Linked DNA regions of Mus musculus: region 1 is linked to region 2. The links are chromatin contacts, called in public Hi-C maps. All regions are on one chromosome and are shown on one strand. Each heading gives the region's core, a stretch centred on a gene start, on an enhancer-like site or on the middle of the called end of the contact. The rest is flanking DNA. Distances are from core to core; before and after follow the strand shown. Region 1 overlaps Col16a1 (collagen, type XVI, alpha 1). Region 2 overlaps Adgrb2 (adhesion G protein-coupled receptor B2).

Evidence for each region. Hi-C and Micro-C count contacts between places; a contact is called where the count stands out from the background.
Region 1: a contact with region 2 is called in a Hi-C map of cerebral cortex, with 2.5 times the contacts expected there. The contact joins two enhancer-like sites. A contact is called at or near these places in 1 of 15 datasets of contacts at CTCF or cohesin (the NIH/3T3 cell line), 10 of 484 Hi-C or Micro-C datasets (Th2 cells, bone marrow-derived macrophages, cerebral cortex and 6 more), 4 of 115 datasets of contacts at active chromatin or transcription factors (embryonic stem cells and oligodendrocyte precursor cells) and 4 of 9 other capture datasets (adipose tissue, embryonic stem cells, liver and 1 more).

What each region holds. Positions count from the first base shown.
Region 1 is chr4:130,081,015-130,088,235 of GRCm38.p6, reverse strand. It overlaps Col16a1 (collagen, type XVI, alpha 1), which reads right to left. Exons shown (of 70, transcript NM_028266.5): 49 at 5,061-5,114; 50 at 4,511-4,564; 51 at 3,915-3,968; 52 at 2,373-2,417; 53 at 2,179-2,232; 54 at 1,982-2,017; 55 at 1,684-1,746. Among named protein-coding and RNA genes, the nearest start is that of Gm46871, 5.4 kb to the right of the region's middle. Within about 2 kb of position 3,510, at least 28 of the 459 cell types and tissues checked have an H3K27ac peak or open chromatin away from gene starts, as enhancers often do. A contact at or near this core is called in cerebral cortex, where this site is marked.
Region 2 is chr4:130,009,908-130,016,459 of GRCm38.p6, reverse strand. Adgrb2 (adhesion G protein-coupled receptor B2) reads right to left here. Exons shown (of 30, transcript NM_001290715.2): 13 at 6,066-6,402; 14 at 5,042-5,147; 15 at 4,815-4,858; 16 at 4,509-4,635; 17 at 4,081-4,184; 18 at 3,884-3,986; 19 at 2,817-2,967; 20 at 2,569-2,638; 21 at 2,071-2,137; 22 at 1,824-1,909; 23 at 1,427-1,525. Among named protein-coding and RNA genes, the nearest start is that of Adgrb2, 28 kb to the right of the region's middle. Within about 2 kb of position 3,114, at least 16 of the 459 cell types and tissues checked have an H3K27ac peak or open chromatin away from gene starts, as enhancers often do. A contact at or near this core is called in cerebral cortex, where this site is marked.

The sequences.
Region 1 (7,221 bases), core at 2,261-4,760, 71 kb before region 2:
GGATGGAGCTGCAGATCTCAGGGATTGGGGTGGAGGCCCATGGTGGCCAGGCCTTAGGGAAAATGTCACAGGAGTGTCACCAGATGGTGGACTCTGAAGATGAGTCCCTGGGATGAGGCAGGAGGGAAGCTAGAGGGGACCTAGGAGAGAGAGATTTGGAAGTGGTCCCATGCCTGTGACCTGGGTGTCAGGGCCCTTAGGGTAGATGGACTGGGAGATGAGGCTGGGGAGGTGGGCACTGGACCTGGAGGGGCCCCACGTAACATGTGGCACATAGTCAAGAAACAGACCAGTGGCTTTGACATCGCTTCTCAGCACCCTGGGAGTTGGTGGGGGACCCTTGATCCTTGACCCTGGGAGCATAAACTAGGTTTCTGGGCCAGAGGATAAGATTCCAGAACCTTCTTCCAGGTCTTATCCAGAGCTTCCTCACTTGTGTCTGTACTCTATGAGGTTGCACGCAAACTTTTGTCTAATAAAAGGCTCAGGGACTGTAAAACCACCTGCAAACAGCCATATAGCCATGGAAAGCCCAAAGCAGGGAATTGGGGAGGAGAATAGGAGTGTGGACTGAGAGGTAAGATGCTTAAGGAAAGGTTGCTGTTTCCCCTGGGCAGCGGAGAAGCTCTGCGGCAATGGACAGACACAGCTACAGGGCAGAAAGTCGGGGGTGTTGCAATACCGCCATTGACCAGGAGGGGTCAGCACAGTTCTAGCCAATGTCAGCCTCGCTGAGAGTTGAGATGAAGCACCTCTATCCAGCAGTGTGGGATTCTCTGCAATGACCAGCCTAAGCAGGACTTGGCTACCACCTCCATCCTTCACTGGGAAGGCAGGCATGAGAGGGAGCTGACAGCCACCATAGGTCCACCTACGTCTGATGGGCACAAGCCTGGGGAGGCGGCAGAGGGACACTCATCTCTGATGCTAAGACAGTGTGTGCCCTGGATGGCTCCCTAACTTTTGGGTCTTCCAACTGTTTTCTTTTCCTCATTGTACAGTGAGAGGCTAATGTGTGGCTTCAGAGAAGAGAGGCTCCCAGAAACCACAGCGCCCTGTGGATGCCTCCTCCATCCAATGCTTAGAAATTAAGCCTGGGGTCTCCCCCAGCTCCTACCCAGTACATAAGGGAGCCCCAGCTTCTGCTGAGCCAGGGACGTCACCTCCAAACTGCAGCAGGGCTATGTGCCTAGCTTATCACTGTAGTTCTAGAGTCAGTCCTGCAGAGTTCCAAGGCTGCTGTCCCAAGATTATCACAAAATCACAGGTGACCCTGTGTCTTCGGGGCCCTTGAGGACAACCTACAGAGAGAGGCAACCCCTCCTCCAGGTATGCCTCCATTCAAGGGGTCCCAGTTTCATTCGTTCCCTGGCTCCTTGCCCCCTCTGCTTCCCCTTGAGAAATGAAGCTGGCTGAAGCTGGCCTGTCACAGTCTAGTTACCCGCCTCTACCAGTCCTGTGCCTCTACCCCCACCTTGTTTATGCCAGTCTCCTGGCAAATGGGAGCCCAGGCTACTCAAAGGCTGAGCAGGGGGGTAGGGAAGGGAGGATTAGGAGAGGGCGTGGGACCATCCACAGAGCCATCCGTTGGTGAGCACAGCCTGACAAAGATGGACTTGTCTGTGAATTTTCTCAACAGTGGCAACAGCTGCTTGGCTTTGGCAGAAGTGGGGTTCGGCTCACCTTCTCTGCTTGGGGGCCAGGTGGGCCAGGAGCTCCAGCTTTGCCTGGGAATCCTGGAGGACCCTGTGTCAATGAAGAAGTGGGCAGGGCTGGAGGCGGGGCTTCTTCCCCCTACCTTCTTGGTGGGCGCCATCTATCTGCCTGACCCTCCGTGGTTACCTGGCTCCTGAAATCTATCACAGCCACTTGGACTGTTTCTCCCACCCCCTACCTCCCTGGCCCAGGTCCATCTTCATCCGGCAGGCCCTGCTCCTCCCAGTGGGACCGCCTTACAGGGAACTTCTGTGTCTTTACTCACCGGTGGGCCTGGGAAGCCTGGCTGGCCTTGAAATCCCTAAGGGAAGAAATGAGGAGGTCAGCCCCCCCTTCTTGGACACTTGGTGGAAAGAGGAACAGGCTGGGGTAGCCTCAAGTCTGCAAGCTTTGTCCTTGTCCTCCAGTCTGTCCTAGATGGGCAGCAGGTGAAGTCCCCTCAACCTCCCAGACAATGCTCACCTGGTCACCCTTCTCTCCAGAGCTCCCCTGGGGGCCTCGCTCTCCTCGGGGACCCTGTTGCCACAGAGGAGAATGCAGATGAGAACCCAGTCTTCCTGTCTCTTGGGCCGCAGGGAGAGGCCAGGGCACTCCCCCACCCCCACCCCCACTCTCCACCCCACCCCACCCCACCCCACCCCGTGCCCGGCACTCACCGCTGGACCTTGGGGACCTGGAAGGCCTTCAGATCCTGGTGGGCCCTGGGGACGCAAAGTAACAGAATCAGTCACTCAGAAACATGAGGAGTGAGGCCCTGGGGGTGGGCAGAGCACGAGGTAGGGGTGTCCTCTCCACCTGGCCCTTCAGTTCCCTGGAACCAGCCCGCTAACTAATCCTGCTACCTCCTGGCCTACAGCAATCTGGCCAAAAATTATGAGCTAATCTCTCTTGTGTAGGTCCAGCTCTGACTGTGTCACTCGCTGGCTCAAAAGCCTTCCGGGGCTCCCCTCTGTCTAATGAATGAGGCATACGCTTCCCACTGAGGCTGGGTTTACAGGCATCCTGTAATCTATCACCAGCCACCCTTCCCTGCTTCACACCCCTCTCCCTGCTCCCTCCGCTATGCTTTCGCTCTGTGCAGACTGCTGTACCCTGAACACGCTCTGTTGGGTCGCACCCTCGAGCCTGGGCATGGCTATTTCCTCTCTCTGGAATGCCCACCATTCACCTCTCCTTCCATGTGTCCTGAACCCTCAGGAAACCAATGCTGTCCCTGCCAGGACCCACCCATGACCTCCTGCTCCGTGGACCTGGCACAGCTCCATCCTCCCCTGATCCTCCTTGGGGAAGGACCCCCTTTCCCTCTTCTACAGCATCATCATGCTACCCGAGCCCCACTCTGCTCAGGGCTCTCAGCTCTCAACATTCTTGTCTGTGTCTGTCTGTCTGTCTGTCTGTCTGCCCGTCCGTCCATCCATCCATCCATCCATCCATCCATCCATCCATCCATCCATCCATCCATCCATCCATCCATCCATCTATCTTTCTATCCATACATGTTTTTATCTGCTTCTTGCTGCAGGGCAGGGCTCACAGGGCCTTTTTTGCTCAGTGCAGACCCCTCAGAAGGACTCGCAGCACCCAGCCTGCCTAGGAGACCATCCTGTGGCAGAGTAGAAGAGTGACAGGGTTGGCCTGGCTGGCGTTTGTGAGAAGGGGAGAGATGGCTCCAGCTCTAGCTTAGCAGATCCCGGCTATGAGGGCTGAGGTTCTTCAGCAGATAGACATGGACTCCAGCCCAGCCCTCCTCCACCACTAACTCACTCCCTGGCTGGCTGCAGGCCTCTGGGTGAGTCATGTCACTCAGGAGCCTGTGACTTCATATGCTAGCAGTCCTCAGCTCCTTCCTTCAGTGTAGGACCCCCATGAAGGTGGCCTCAATAGAAGAAGAAGAAGAAGAAGAAAAAAATTCCTGGCCCTGATTTGGCAGGAGAGGGGAATTCTGCCAGCTGACTGGGCCCTTTCCCTCTGACTTCTCTGCAAGAAGCCTGCTAGGATCTCCTCACAGCCTCTGCCTCCGCCTCCGCAGCCACCAGCCTGTGCAGAGCAGCAGCTGGAGTGACTGGGGCAGGGGCAGCAGGGGTCACTGGCTCCTCCTCACAGGAAGATCTCCAGTCCAGCGGATGAAGGTGGCGGTGGGGGTGGGGGGGCACCCTGCTTGACGCTCACCTCACATCCATACCCATGCTGCAGCTTACCGATTCGCCCTTCTCTCCCGAGGGGCCAGTGTATCCTCGCTCTCCCTTGATACCCTGATGAGCAACAGCAGAATTAGCTCTGTGGCCTGCCTACCATGGTGCTAATGCAAGATGTGGGGGTGGGGTGGGGCAGGGGCGGGGTGGGGGTGCAACTGGGGCCCAGACTGGCACCTGAAGGCTCAGGGCACCAAAGTAGGGGATGAGAGAGAAGAGATGGTGGCCAGTAAGGCCTCCCACCTGCCACTGTGGCCCACGCTGGAAAGTGGGACATACCCACCCCGAGGGCACCTTTGCAAGGGGTGGCACCTCTCAGATGTCTACCTCTCTCCCCTAAATCCCCGTAGGAAGCAAATCTCAGTTCTTTCTGAGCCTGGGACTCATAATAGCTTCCAACAGTGTTCCCTTCCTTCCTTCCCATCAAAGTGGTGGTGGCCAGCCATATTACCAAGGGAGCCAAAGTGGGGTAGGGGTCAATATGGACAGCCTGGCCGAGACTGAATGCCGGGAAAGAAGGGACCCAGTTGAGGGGCACCCCGCCTGTTTTCACCACCAGCCTGTACCTCCCGTACCCCCAGAACCAGAGCTCTCTTACTCACAGGCAGTCCTGGGGGGCCCATGGCACCTGGGTAGCCAGGTTGTCCTGGAGGACCCTGCAAAGAAAGGCAGACATGATGAGGGACCAGCCCGCAACATTTCTGTGACCCAAGCCTGAGTACCTGGCTCTGCCATCCAGTAGGTGCCCGCCCTTGCACACGGTGACTACTCTGGGCCATTCCCCAAGCCCAGGTTCTCTTGGCTAGGGGTCAAAGCCCCAGGCTCACCTGAGCCCTGGGAACAGAGCAGGAAAGGAGGCCCAGAGTGAGGTGGGGGAACCAGGTGTACAAGAAGGGTGCACAAGTGCTACGGGCGGAGGGAAGGGGAGGGCCCACTGGCAATGGCATACAGGAGCCAGAGCTGTGTGTGCTCCTAGGGTGTAGGCGCGCATGGGCACCCAGTTGCTTGGATCCAGGGGGTGTGTGGCCCTTTCTTTTGTAGCCTTCAGCCCTTCTGATCCAGGCTGAGAATTTCAAAAGAAGGCTACCTCCCTACTTCTACTCAGTGGCTGCCCCTCCACCAGCTCCACCGGGCTCCTCAGCCTCTTCTTACCGGTTCTCCTTTGTCTCCAGTCAGGCCCGTGAGGCCTCGCTCCCCTTGAAGCCCCTTAGAGAGAGAAACCATGAGGAACTGCAGAGGAGGCTAACCCCTACCTAGCCCACGTTCTTCCCTGCCCCACGCCTGCCTCTTCCCACTCTGCACAAAGGTCACCAGTGGTGGTGACCCAGTGTCCCTGGCAAAGTGACTGTCTCGGGTGTACCCTGGAAGAGTTAAGTCCAGACGTATGGGTGCCTGTGAGGAGCACAGCTTCCAGAGAGGCGGCTGCAGGGACACATTTGCTCAAGTGAGCGGCAGACAGGGCGGCCCCCAGGTAACCTTCACGGTCATTTCCTACGCCAGAGGCTGTCTGGGGGTGCATCTTTAGGAGATGTGTGCTCCTTCAGAGGGGGGCTGTCAGGATAGGTGCCCCCACAAATGATGTTCTTCTCTATGTCACCATGGCACTTACCTGTCCCGATTCCCACCCAAACCCAAATCACCCTCTTTAGGGATACAAGGAACAGGAAGGAGAGGGCTCTCTCCAGAGCAATCCCATGGCACTCAGTAACGGGGACATTAGTTTCCATGGAAGCCCCTCATTCCTCACCCTGATCTCCAACACTGAAAACATCTCGGCTGCCCCCTTCTCCCTCGTACCTGCTAGAAGTGGTACCCAAACCTCTCCATGACACAAGACAGATGGCTAGACAGACAGATGGCCTCTTCACCCAAGCAAGCAGAAACAGACATGGTCCGGCCAGGGATAAAGACATGGGAACAGATGGAAATGTGACAAGGAGGGGCCCTGGCCCCTGGCCTCCACCGCCACTCCTGGGAGGGCAGGAGCCAGCCCGGGGGAACACGAATCCAACAAACAAGGGGTTTAGCTTCCATGACCCGGGAAGGAGCAACAGTGAGGATGGGGGAGGGGTTACGATTTAAACACACCTGTGACAATGACGGTGACAAGACAGAGCAATTAACGACACCTGGCAGAAGGATCAGCCCAAGGCCCTAGACACAGTGGGGCAGGGCCCTAACACCAGAAACCCAGCAGGCTGGTACCACATGCCCAGTCTTGGAGCAGACTCGGCCTGGAGCCAAGGAAGAGGGAAGAAGAGGAGGCCATGGGTTCCCTCTAGCCGCAGGGAAGGGTGCACACAGAGCTGCCTGTGAATGCCCAGAGTGCCTCTGGACAGTCCTACCAGGCAGCAGGGCAGCTGACCTGTGCCAGCCTGCAGTGTGAAGCCCTAAAGCTTTGGCATCTCTGCCAGGCTCAGAGCCAGGCGCCTGGCAGGGCCCCAAGAACTACTTTCAGCAAATCTTCAGTCCACCCGGCAGTGGTGGGAAGCAGGAGCCGAGCCGGGAGAGATAAAGGGGCTCCCTTCTTAGAGGCACCAACTTCCAGTGAGAAGGTAAAAGAGGCTTGGGGACAGAGGGGAAGTGATGTGTGTGGGCAAGGAAAATGGAGGGGGTGAGAAGGAGAGGCCGAAGGGAGTGCGAAGAGGTCAGAGACCAGAGAGCCGAGCTGCAGGGACCTAAGGGAACCTGTGTCGTTAGCTACCATGTCTGTGGAGGACAATGAACAGAACACCAGGACACGAAGGGGGTAGAGGAGATGGCACAACCGGGGACGGGGGGAACGACAAGCGGAAGCCACAGAGACCTGGCTGGCAGGAAGGGGGGTGGAGTGCTGCTAGGTTCTTACGGGCAATCCGGGGGAGCCAACAGCACCAGGAAAACCTGGGGGGCCCTGGTGGGAGAAACAGGCAGGTCACATCTCACAAGAGCGGTCACCCTGGGGGAGCCTAGAGTCTGCAGCCAGGGAGCCTTGGCGGGGAGTTTTTCAAGGTCACTGGAAAGGAACCTTAGCAGAAGGTGGCCACTGTTACCCTAAATGGGGCCCCAACAGGCAGAGAGAGCAGCAGCCTCCCCAGCCAGGAGACCCTTCCCAGGGCTCCCCAAGTCGGCCTCTGGTGGAGTACAGATTATCTTCATTCTAGTTCTGCACCCCTCCCCTACTACCCAATCACCAAGGCCCCTCAGGTGAGTAGCCCCAAGGCCTCCATTTTTCTTCGACAAAGAACATATCACCAGCACTTTCCATTTTCCTAGCCACATCTTTCATGCTTCACCAACATCCCTGAGAATTCTGGGTAGAGACCCCTGGCCT
Region 2 (6,552 bases), core at 1,865-4,364:
CCGCTGGCTCCTGATGGTTGCTCAGAACCCAGGGCAAAAGGGTCGTAGCCGGGGTCAGAACCACGCCCACGAATCCCTGGCCTCCTTACAGAGAAAAAAAGGCAGGCAGGCAGTGGCCAACAGACTGGTCTCCATCCCCAGCAACTACTATAGCCCATGAGGAACAGGAGATAGAAGGAGCCACACCCAGCCCACTCTACCACACCCGCAGCACCCCCTGTGGAGAGTCAGGCACAGCTCCAGACAGGGCAGGGTGGCACCATTCTGCAGAGACAGCCAGAGGCTGAGGCAGAAAGATGGGTGGGCAGGGGCCCAAGGCCTGTCCTGTGAAGAGAGGTTCAGGGCTGTTGAGCCAGGCAAGGTTGGGGTGGAGGAGGCACAGTGTCTGTCAAGCCCTGGAGGCGGAGCCAAGAACCAGAGATGCTCTAATCACAGTAATAAGAGCTGCCATTGATTAACCAGCAATTTTCTGCCAGGCCCTCCACTGAACACTTTACATAGATTATTTCAAATTGTGATCAAAACAACTCCAACAAACAGGCCGGGGGACCAGTATCCCAATTGACAGATGAGGAGACTGGAGTGTGCCCAGCTGGACCGGGAGAGGAGAGCTGGGACAAAAATCCAGCTTGGCGGCAGACTCTGAGGCCCACTCTTTGATCTGCTAGTTCAGCAGACTGGGCATAGGGATGTGGTAGCCCAAAGCAGAGGGATGTCACGCTCTGTGAGCATCACGGAGCTCCATAGCACTAGACGCCTCCACAGGACCCCTGGGGAGTGTGACAAAGGTGTGCCCCCACTGGTTGGGGTGACTCAGGTGGACTTCCAGCCCTGGTAGGAGGATTGAACCTTTGTAATCATCTTGAATAGCTGAGGTTTTAAGATTCCTAGCTGCTAGGTTGGGGTGTCTCAGTGAAGTGATTGTCTCCCTGTATGATTCTGCCTGTGATTGTGAGGTCCAAGGCCTCTGAAATTCAAGTCAGATTCTATGACAGATAAGTGTGTTTCAGTCATTCGAACACTCTGAAGTGTCTGATTGTCTTAGTCGAAGATTCTCCCATTCTAAATTGAAAGTTTTAATAGCTCAAAAATTCTAAAGGACTACGATTCTCAGGGCCTTGAGGTTGGTGGGGGGGGGGGTCTGCAGCTGTGCCTGTGTAGTAAGTAAATTAAGCCAGAGCCGGGGCAGGGACCAGAGGGCAGGGTGAGCAGGGCACCACAGTGCCCTATGGAGGGGGGGGTGTCCCATTGTCCTCAGCCACTTCATCCCTGAGCTCCAGGGAGCGTACAGCAGTTCGGGGGGCAGGGGCAGGGCAAGCTCTCCAAGGCACTGGGCTGATATCCCTCCCAATCCCCACCGTGGGCACTGCCCTCCCATTCCTTAGCCCCTGCCCGCCCCCACCGCCCCCCAGGGGGCACAACTAACATGGCATTCCTGGCCGAGGCTGAGCTGAGCAGGGGGCTGGGGACCGCTCCACACGCTGAGCAGGGAAGGAGCAGGCTGGCCCAGGGGCACCGCTCCGACCTCGGGGGGGCGGCACAGACACGGGAGAAGGGGGAAACACATGGGAAACCGGGAGATGGGGCAGAATGAGCCCCGAGAAGGGTGGGAGGGGAGGGCAGATGAGAGAGAGAGAGCTGGGTTAGGGTGGGCGAGGGTCTGCCGCCGAGCACTCCGGGTGCCCACCTTGCCTGCACCCTTGATGTCCCAAGGTTGGGGAGCCTGGGTTGGCATCAGCAAGCCCTGAGTCTCCGAGGTGTCCTCGGCTCCCCCTCCCCACATGCCGCCCAGGAAGGCTGAGTGACTGAGACCCTCCCCTTACCCAGCCCTCTGCTTCTTAGATTTGTCTGAGACGCCATCGCGAGCCATGAGCTTGTTGAAGACGATAATCCCGATGAGCATGTTCACCTGGGGGCCCGGGGGAGGCGAAAGGGAAAGACAGGGTCACCAGGTGCCCTCAGGGCAAGCACACCCACGCGGAGAGCTGGAAGTCGGGGAGAAGGCAAAAGGAGACGATGACCTTCTGGGGCCACATCCCTCCCTGGATGCTGAAAGGAGCATGCACATACCAGGACAATGACTGCTGCTGGACCCACGAAGGCATAGAGCAGGCCGCCCTCTAGGGACAGCCAGCAGCTGGGGTAGGGGAGAAAAGAAGAAATCAGACTCCCAGCAAGCCCTTCCTCCCTGCATCCTCACTCCCTGGACAGCCACGCCCACATCACCAGTAGACACTAAGCCTCCGGGCGTGGAGAGACACAGCCATGTCTTGATAAGTCTGTTTCCTCTCCCACAGAGACTCACATCGGGCCCCCCCCCCCCCAGAAATACAAGTGGGCTGACCCCTAAGTGCAGTGATGCTTAGAAATGACCAAATCCCAACATGTCCTTTGTCCTTTTACAGCCAGGGAAACTGAGGCTCAGTGTGAAGGGAGTTTACCCAAAGATCTGCCACAATAAGTATAGGTGAAGACCTCAGCCTGAGAAGACCTAAAGCCCAGTTCAATTCCCTCCAACAGACCCACAAACCTCTCCACCCCCACCCTCACCAATGGAGGCGCACGTACTAGCTGGATGTACCATATCCTTTGGTGCGAGTAAAGCCAACAGACACAGCCACCACCAGGGCAGGTAGACCTGGGGACAGAGTTACAGGTGAGAAGGCTGCAGGTGCTCAGGCGACACCTCCGTATCATTCTCCAACCCAACTGACCCCCATCCCCAGAGAGCTGGGCCGGAGTCCAGGCAGCAGCACATCCTGGCTTTCCCTGCCACTCCAGGCCCAACAGCAGAGTTCAGCACCGGCCTTGCTCACCCCAGCCCAGGCAGAGGAAGCGCTTGCGAACCAGGCGGGTGCGCATCCGCCCGATGACAGCCAGATAGGATTGCCAGGCCTCTGTAAGCACCCAGCAAAAGGAGGACAGAAAGAAGAAGTGTAGGAAGGCAGCCGTCATGGTGCATACGCCCTGCAGGGAGAGGTAATAGGAGGGAGTGGCCCTGAGCAGTGGCCAGGGTGGGAGCTGTCAGCTTCCCACAATGACTGCTAGGCCTAGGCACTGCATGGCCAGCCGCCTACCTGAGTCCCCCTCCCCCACCAGAGCCCTGCCAGGCACCCCCGCCTTCCTGCACCCACACACAGCACGACACAGGCCTGGTGACATGCACACAGCACTAGGCATCCGGGGAGGCGGGCAGGCAGGCCACCCACGCACAGACATGAGCACTTGCTACGTCATGGCCGAGCAGAACCCCACACCTGGCTCTCACAGTGCTCAAACTGTGCAGGGAAGGCCAAGTCAGGTAGGAGGGACAGTCAGCATGGAGCATCCACAGGCAGATGGAGAACTCACAGACAAGAGGTGGCATCCGATGCCTCCCGCCAAACACACATGCACCTAGGCACTCATGCACACACTAACTGATGTATACAAACACTCATTACTCAGCGCACACACACACACACACACACACACAGAGCAACACCTTCAAGTACGCCTGCACCTGACTTCACACACGCCTTCTCCACCATAGGGTCTGAATGAATGCCTGCAAACATCTACTCGCAGGATAGCTCAGTGGTTAAGAGAGAGCACTAGCTGCTCTTCTAGAGGACTCAGGTTCAATTCCCAGCACCCATGGCAGCTCACAACTGTCTGCAACTCCAGTTGCAGGGGAACTGATTCCCTCATTCAGACATGCATGCAGGCAAGACACCAATGCACATAAAATGAAAAGAAAAATAATTAAAAAATAATAACCACCTCCCCTCACTTGCAGGCACCCTCCTCCTCCTCCCCTTCCTCTTCCTCCTCTTCCTCCTCCTCTTCCTCCCCCTCCTCCCTTTAGGCCCCTTCCCACACACCCCCAGGAGCCTGCACCTGCCTTGCTCAGCACCCGGGACTGGCCCACCAGGATCAGAATGTTGGAAGCCAGGATGGACAGGCAGAAGTTCAGCAAGATGATGGAGCGTTCTGATTTTATAAACCTGACAGGGCACAGTGGGCAGAGGCAGAGGCATTGGCTGCCTGCCTAACCCTGGAGAGCCAGCCACCTCCCATCCTGCTCAGCTTCCGACTTACCTCCAGAAGGCTGCATAGATGGCCAGCAGGGTGAGCAGAGCCATGCAGGACACTGCACAGCCGATCACCAGGGGGACAGAGGGAGCACCTGCCAGCTCCAGGGTCTGTGGGAGACGGGTTGCTGGGAGAGGGTAAAGGTCGGGCACCCAGTCTCCCTGTCGGACGCAAGCAGGCATGCTCCTCACGTGCAGGAGGGCACACATGCACAGATGTATTTACACCCATTCATCCACATGCTTCCAGACACAACCAGCTGCACACATGTGCACACGAGCTCACACTCACCTACTGCCACATGCTCTGGAGCAAGTGTCATGACTGCGAGCAACTGCCCCCCCTTCCCATGTGCAGGCCCAGGTACATCTGTCCAGGGCTGCATTTGGGGTCACCCGGATGCCTCCAGCAGCCCAGGCCTCTCTCCCACTCACCAGGTCCTTGGGTGGCTGGGCCAGGACGGCAAAGGTGGACAGGTGCTGGCACTGGCAGCGGGTGTGAGCCGCCTGGGTCTCCAAGGTCTGGCAGCTCTCAGTGTTCCAGTCCCCCGAGTTGGTATCTCTTGGAGGAGGGAGAGGTGGCATGAACCCAGAGCCCAGCTCTGTAATCCCAAAGCTACAGCAAGGAGCCCCAAGATGTGCTCTTGACCCCCTCAGACCTAGGATGGCACCAAGGAACCCTTTGACCTTCTAGATGGGAGACCATTTCTGATGAGAGGGTCTAGGGTTGCCCCAACTCACGCTCTGGAGTAGTCCCAGCTGGCACAGTGGGGATCGGTGGTGCCCTGGAGAACAAAGAGATGCGTGCAGTCTCGGGTGAGCAGCATACCATGCCCGGCCATCATCAGGCCCGCCACAGCAGCTCTCACACAAGCCACACCCACCGTCCAACACAGACCACCTCCCTGAGATAGGCCTCACGCCTGTGTGGGCAGATAGCTCGGGTCCCCATCCGGGCCCTCACTCACATTGATGATGTACGAGAGTTCCACTGTAATGAGGGGCTCAGCTGGAGGCTGGGTGGGGGGACGCACAGTCACTGTCATCACCCGGGAGGTGACAGCAAGTGGAGGCCTGGGGAGACAGATACTGAGGTCAGCTCCTGCCAGCAGGTGCCCAGACTTAGAAACTTTAACTGTCATAGTTGGGGACTGCCAAGGTCTGAGGATGGGCACAGCCTCTGGGAACTACCTAGGTGTTTTGGCTTTGTGGATCTGTGTCTGCACACACATGTGCATATATGCAAGTGTGTGTACATGTGTGTTCATGAAGACTACCTTAGCTGTCCTTCCTCAGGCACTGTCCAGCTTTTTAAGACAGCCTCTCTTATTGGCCTATAACTTTCAAAGCTGGCTAGGCTGACTAGCCTGTAAGCCCCAGGGAGCTACCTCAGTCTCCTTCCTAGCAGCAAAAATGCAAATACATTGCAAGCAAGCCAGGCTGGTGTGTATGGGTTCATGGTTCTCAACCTGTGGGTCCCGACCCCCAAGCCCATTGGAAAACATAGATGTTTATATTACGATTCATAGCCACAGCAGGATTACAGTTCTGAAGTAGCAACATAAAAAGATTTTATGGGCTGGTGAGATGGCTCAGTGGGTAAGAGCACCCGACTGCTCTTCCGAAGGTCTGGAGTTCAAATCCCAGCAACCATATGGTGGCTCACAACCATCTGTAACAAGATCTGACTCCCTCTTCTGGAGTGTCTGAAGACAGCTACAGTATACTTACATATAATAAATAAATAAATCTTAAAAAAAAAAAAGATTTTATGGCTGGGGCGTGGGGTGGTCACTGCAACGTAAGAAGCTGTATTAAAAGGTCGCACACAGCATTAGGAAGGTTGAGAACCTCTGACATTGGTCCTGGGGTCCTCATGCTTGTCTCTCATGATTCTGAGAAGTGACTATGTCCACAGCCAGACAAGGGGCCTCCAGGTATGCGGCTGCAGGAGGAGAGGCTGCAGGAGGAGACGCTCTTTGGTGGACTCACCTGGGGGGCGGCAGGATGAGGCCAAGGGTGCGGTAGAGCACAGCACCGATCACAAAGTAGGAGGAGGACTCTTCGGGGTCAGCTGGGAGAAGGCGCTGGTGGGCGTGGCCTGGGCCAGGGGGCACCGTTCCTGGGCCCCTCCCCCTGCCCGGGCTGCCTGCTGTGGCTGCCCCAGGTGTGGCTGGCTTTCCTGGGGAGGACAGGCTGAGCACCTCCTTGGGTAGAAAGAGACGATCCTCTGAGTGTCGCACCCAGTCCTTCATGCCCCTGCGGCCCCGCATGGGAAACGTGATGTCACTGGACACGGCGGAGATAGGCTCTCTCTGAATGCTGATCACTGCAGCAGAGGGAGGGCGGGCAGGGAGTGCCAAAGACAGATGCAGGGAGATGCATACCAGGGAAGACACATGGGACGTTGGAAGCAACACAGAAGGCAAGGTGCATGAACACAGAGCCGGTGGAGGGAGACACACAGACAGACAGAAGC